2 separate regions of the Zea mays genome follow, and region 2 is linked to region 1. The links are chromatin contacts, called in public Hi-C maps. All regions are on one chromosome and are shown on one strand. The core of a region is the stretch at or near the end of the contact, and the rest is flanking DNA. Distances in the headings are between cores, read along the strand shown.

Region 1 (2,900 bases), core at 200-2,699:
CCGTGCATATTAACGACAACAATCAACATGTATATGACGTGTGTGTATATGACGTGTCGTACATACTTTAGAAGCCAACGGACCATCGCAACACCGAACCAACACATAGTACATGATTTGCAATGCGATACAAGAAATTAGGTCCAACTCGAATGCTCACGTTATATGAACCAAGAAAGAAAGAAAAGCGCAACATCCATCTCCAGCTGACCTTTGGCACAAGATTTGCATCCTTCCTTTTTTTGAAAAGAATCTACACAAAACTTTCTATGCAATCCAAGACGAAGCAGGCACTGGTCGTTATGCACCAGCAGAAAACGCTGACATGCTACGCAAGCTTTGCAACTTTCCCTTCTCCAAAGGTCTGCTCCTTATTTTTTTTTAAAAACCAAAGCCATCGCACTAATAATTAAGGGTATTCAAGGAAACTCACATAAATCCTTAATATTATAGAAGCTGAAGTCTATGATTAAGCCAAACACTCATCGAATCCACCTAATAATTTATTGAAGTTGTTTTATAGTGAAGCTGGAAAACCAAAGCTACAATTCTTGAAATGAAGCTCTCCTAAACATGCCCTTAGAATACATTTAGATACGTTATTTTGTTTATTATTTATATTAAAAATATTTTTAAACCTAATTAGATTGATATTATAAACTACCGTCTACTATAAAGCTGTTCGTTCTAGATTGCCATTTGATACGACTTGTGCAAGAGTCGTACCTCGGCTTCAACAATAAGATTGCTCCTCGTTGATCTACTGCTTCGTGCTTAGTCACGATTGCCAACATGAGCCACATTCAAATAAAAAAACTTAATTGGACCAACATCATAGGAAAAAAACTAGATCAAAATAAAACTGAAATTGCACGCATATAGCAAACTGAAAAGCACCTTCATTTCTTTCCCAACACACATTACACTTGACCTCAATACTAACATCATGAAGCTCATCCAAACTAATCAGATGATCCAGGAATACTTGAATGAGAGGTTATCGTGCCTCCAACGCAACAACTTCACGGTCCTCTCCAAACAGTATATATGCTTAAAACGAATTTGAGGGCCATCATTTTCAGATGTATGGTAATTGACTTAGAATAGCTGTTATATGCTCTAAAGACAAAGTATTTATCCATAGCCTATGAACAAGAAATGAAACAAATTAGTTGGCACTAATAAACAATACAAAAAATAAGAAAAGATCAAAAATAAAATGAAACCTGTAAATCGGCAGTGGACCAATCGCCGCTCACCAAGGCCACCTCATCACCCAGCCACGTTACATGACCAATCGCCTGCGCCGTAGCGCGCACACCTACGTGTCGAGCCGTCTTCATCCCTCCGACCGGAAATCAACGGTGCGTTTGCTTCTCTCCTCCGGAAGGTTCTCGGCTTCTCGCAGGCGCGGCGACCGGCTTCAACCCCAACTCTTCTTCTTCTTCCTCGCAAACTTCGAACGGGACGAGAAGGAAGCGGACGCGAGAGGAGACTAACCGACCTCGGATCCATCGACGCGTGAAGATGTCTTCGCCCGCCGAGTGAGTCCCTTCGACTCTTACAGCGGTTTCATCTGATTCCAAGCTTCGCGATCTCAGATTCCGAGACGTAGATGTTGTATGGTAGCCCCCGTGATTCGGGTTCGGGATCGCTAGAGGAATTCGAGCTGAACTGTTCCGAGTAATCGATGGATCCCATCATTTTTATCAGAATAGAGTGGGCTTATCCTTGGGTTGCCAGAGTCGAGGTCTGTGGCGGCGGATTCGTGGTGCCACTTTGATCCCTTAGGCTTCCGCTTCGAAATTGGTCTGGCATTTGAGCTGATATGTCCATGTTCGTCGGTGCTGTATGTTGCTGGACTGGTACAGCGTTACATACATACATATACATCGGCTTTGTAGTTTGTACTGCACCTTTGTACTGTCACGAACACGAGATGAAGGGTTAGTTTTCGCTGTTGATAAATAGTCTTTCAACCTGGAAGTAGAGTTGAGTGAACTATGGCCTTTATCCCAAAAAATTTATAGTACCTGAATTGGTTTGTTCAGTTGGAGTAACAGCCCCCTCAGGTCTCATTTGGAATAAAGTTTTTTTTCCTGAATCTGCGTTTTTCCTGTGTTTTTTAACTAATTCCTGTAAGGGCTTCTATGAAACACAAGAATTTTATAGAAATGGTATAGTAATTTAACAGGAATTAGTTCAAAAACACATGAAAAACACAGGATTCAGAAAATTTTCCTTGTTCCAAAGGAGCCGTAAAATTTCTATATCATTCCTGTGAAATTCCTGCGTTCCAAAGGAGCCCTCAAACTTTGTAATCTTCGGCTGGAAGGTTGGATGGATGTGTTGGTGTTGACAATATCGATATGTAATGTTTACAGATTGTTTTCGTTATCAATTAGTTCCATGATTGTTTTGCTGTATATTTAGAGTCGTCAGCAAAAAAAATAATTACTGGTTTATGAATAAGGGTGTTTCAAGCCACTTTATTAATTAGTTTAATTTGAAACGAAGAACTGGAGTGTGCATCACCTGATGCATAGAGACAGTTTATAAAGTAATAACATTTTGCCACTTCGTTGTTGTCGAAATCTACAAAGGAGCCTGGTTTTTCTTTCTCCTTTTGCTTTTGCATAGTGGGCTGAAAATATAATATGTCAAGAAGACATCCACTTTGATATTCTTTGATGATAGGGCCCTTGATAATACTGGCGATGCATTTGCCAATCAACAAAAGGACTTGACTAAAAACGCTGGTGTTGGGAGTTAGAATCTGTAGATCTGGGCATCTGAAGCTGTCATCATTTTTGTACTGGCTAAAATGATCAAACCAGTTTGGCCTGTTTCCTTGACCCTGTGACTCTTAGCTCTGCTAAATTATTTCTATTTGAATTTGT
Region 2 (2,900 bases), core at 297-2,796, 270 kb before region 1:
TTGGATCTTGCAAGCATTAGGTCGTTTTTGAGACCACATTGGCGCAATGGACTTTATCGTGTTTGAGGTTGCTAAATTGGATGGAGCAACAATGATTTGTCACACTAACAGTAAAATGAAGGTTATTTGTTGGTTTTAAACGTTAGTAATTGCTACGAAGTAGCATAATTTATATGAAGCGCATCCAGTTTTTATTGATGCCTCACTGTAGGAATCACTCCATATTTTGATTTATCTTTTTTATAAGTTTGAATTCATGTGACTTATTTTAGAAACTTGAGCTCATAAATTTTCTATAATTTGGTCTCTGTACGGTGGAATCATGTCATTTTATAATCTCTGTTCGTTCAGTCAGTCATTGTGAACTCTCTTATAAATTATAATCGCTCACTTCATTGACCGTATTGTATCAAAACATATTGAATTGAGTAAATAATAACATCAGTTAGTCAAATAAAAGAATATTATACGAAGAGTGGAGATAATCAATAAAAAATCTTGAAATCTTTTTGATGGATAGTTTACATGAATATTCTAACGCACGAGGAACCGACAAGTAATCTTCTAATGGACTAGCCTTTTTAGAGAAGTGTTAGTCCGACAGACTTAAACCCGTTAGATAGGATACATCGTGTGTGCGGACGATCGGACGAACATAAGATGTGTCGATGGTCTCGTTCCAACGCTCCGCACTTGGCCTCGCCTGGCGCCGCCGAGAACCGCCGGCGCCTGCCCACCAACCGGAACCGCTGTTTCTTTCTTGACCCGGGGACCAAACCAACAACAACAAGGCAGCCGTCCATCGAGACCACCAAGCCTCGCGTTCGTCTTCGTCTCCGTGTCTTCCGCACGCAACTGTCGTCCGACCTTCCATGCTGCTTCCTGAAATTTAAAAAAAAAAAGAGCCAGGCATGCATGGACCGCGTGCCTCTTCTCCTGTCACACGAGACGACGTCACGGCGGGCGGTCAGAGTCCAGAAACGTACGTTGCGACACCGCGAGAGGAAGACGAGCATGTGAGTGCACTGCGTTGGTTGGTTTTTAATTCCCGTTTTGTCACAGTGAATCTAGACGTTCAGTTTCCGTGGGCTTGCCACCGGCGCTGGGCCTCCTCCATGCCCCATGCCCATGCATGTTCATTCCAGAACGAATCCAGATGCTGGGGAACAAAAGATTCGTCGAGGGAAACTGAAATTGCACACCGTCACGTTCAGTATTTCCTTCATTAGTGATTAAGATTCAACAAGTCAATATCGGTGGGAAAGCAGGTCAGACCATGGTCAAGCACCGAACATGCCATCAGATGGGCAGCCGATGGGTGCGAGTGGAATTCAATAAATTTTTTTTTCTCTCAAAGAGATGTTTGGCTTTGATCCTGACCGCTAGAAAGCATCAAAAGTTACCATGACGAATACACGCATGCCAACTAGTAGTTTGAAGAATGTTCTGAGAACACGGCCGGAGACGAGAACCAGAGAAAGCCTCACACGGATCGCCAAGGGTGCAATACTGGACCCTCCGGTATTGGATTTCGGCCCACCAGATCTCAGCACGAGCAGTTTTACAAGAAACAAAATAGCAAAATCTTAGCCAACGGTGTCAGAAGGATCATGAAATTTAAACCAAAACAGCATAGTACCACCAAAGAAAATAGCAAAATCCTAATGAATCGGTTGCAGCCCAATTCGCCTAGAAACAATGATGGCATCTCTATACGTTCCAACGCCTCCACATCATACAAGCATCAAAACCTCTACCATTCCATCTCTCCTGGGCGGGCACAGGGACGGATCCAGCGGTGGGGCAGACGGGCTCGAGCCCCCCTGCCGCTTCGGATTCTATGGAGTCCCACTACAGGCTCCTCTAATCTAAAATGTATACAATATAATATAAAATAAGCTTTTATACTGCAGCAATTTAGTTCAGTCCCTCCTAAAGTTTTTTCTGGCTCCGTCCCTGCCTGGGCAGACTGAAATATACCTTGAGGGTTAGTTTATTTTCCTTTGAGAAAATAGGAATCCCTTTGAGAAATTAATTCATGGCCTTCATTTTTGTTTCTGCATGTATGACTCTTCAGGTAGCCGTCTGTCATCTTCAAAGACCGGATTTGTAGCTGCCTTCTATACATAGTTGGGATTTGTGACACTTTTATGTTATAATAAGTTCTGGCGTTTGTCTGCCTGAATTATCTGACAATGTGGGAGATTGTCTGCTTGAACCTATGAGTCTGGGAGTCTGAGTCTATGAGTTTGTGAGTCTGAGTCTATAAGACAGAGAATGTTCTTCAAAAAAAGTCTCATCTGATGTTCAGAAAGTTGTGATTCTGAAATGACTTATGCAGATCCTGAAATGCCAAACTGTATGCAGAACTGTATGTTCACCATTATGCAGAACTATATGTATACTAACAGTCTCATCTTGTCACGAACTCACGACTCACTGCATTGCAGACAGTAGATTTTTTTTGTTGAGTGATTGTGCATGTCCCTTGCAACCTAGTGATCCAGCTACTGAAGTTGTGTTAACCAGATTTGAACACAAACTTGTGGCTCTAAATGTGATCATGCATGGCCAAACTGAAGGTGCAAGGGAGATACAACTTCGGCAGCCTGACATGGCAGGACGGCGTGCCAAACTGAAGGTGCACAGAACAGAAATGGTCATTCATCAATGTGATCACTGTTTCGAAGCACATTCTCAGCCTGTGGCTTATATTAGTCTCTGCGTCACAGTCTAAAATCATTATCTGCGAATATTTGTATGCACATCCCTAGAATCAAAGTCTGAAAACATTAAATTTGAGCAACAATGAACTGAAAGGCTCAGTTACTTGTTCTCTCCAGATATTTGCAAAGGGTGCGTTTTAAGGGAAAATCTTGCACTGTGTGAGCAACCTTTAG

Evidence for each region. Hi-C and Micro-C count contacts between places; a contact is called where the count stands out from the background.
Region 2: a contact with region 1 is called in a Hi-C map of leaf, with 5 times the contacts expected there. The contact joins the enhancer-like site here to the promoter of LOC100037763 in region 1. A contact is called at or near these places in 10 of 25 Hi-C or Micro-C datasets (bundle sheath, ear, leaf and 2 more).

Annotation. Positions count from the first base shown.
Region 1 is chr8:111,328,578-111,331,477 of Zm-B73-REFERENCE-NAM-5.0, reverse strand. LOC100037763 (derlin1-1) reads left to right here and starts at 1,449. Exons shown (of 7, transcript NM_001112475.1): 1 at 1,449-1,544. The coding sequence starts at 1,528.
Region 2 is chr8:111,597,912-111,600,811 of Zm-B73-REFERENCE-NAM-5.0, reverse strand. No RefSeq gene overlaps it. Among protein-coding and RNA genes, the nearest start is that of LOC100282109, 51 kb to the right of the region's middle. Within about 2 kb of position 1,546, at least 11 of the 20 cell types and tissues checked have an H3K27ac peak or open chromatin away from gene starts, as enhancers often do. A contact at or near this core is called in bundle sheath, leaf, seedling and 1 more, where this site is marked.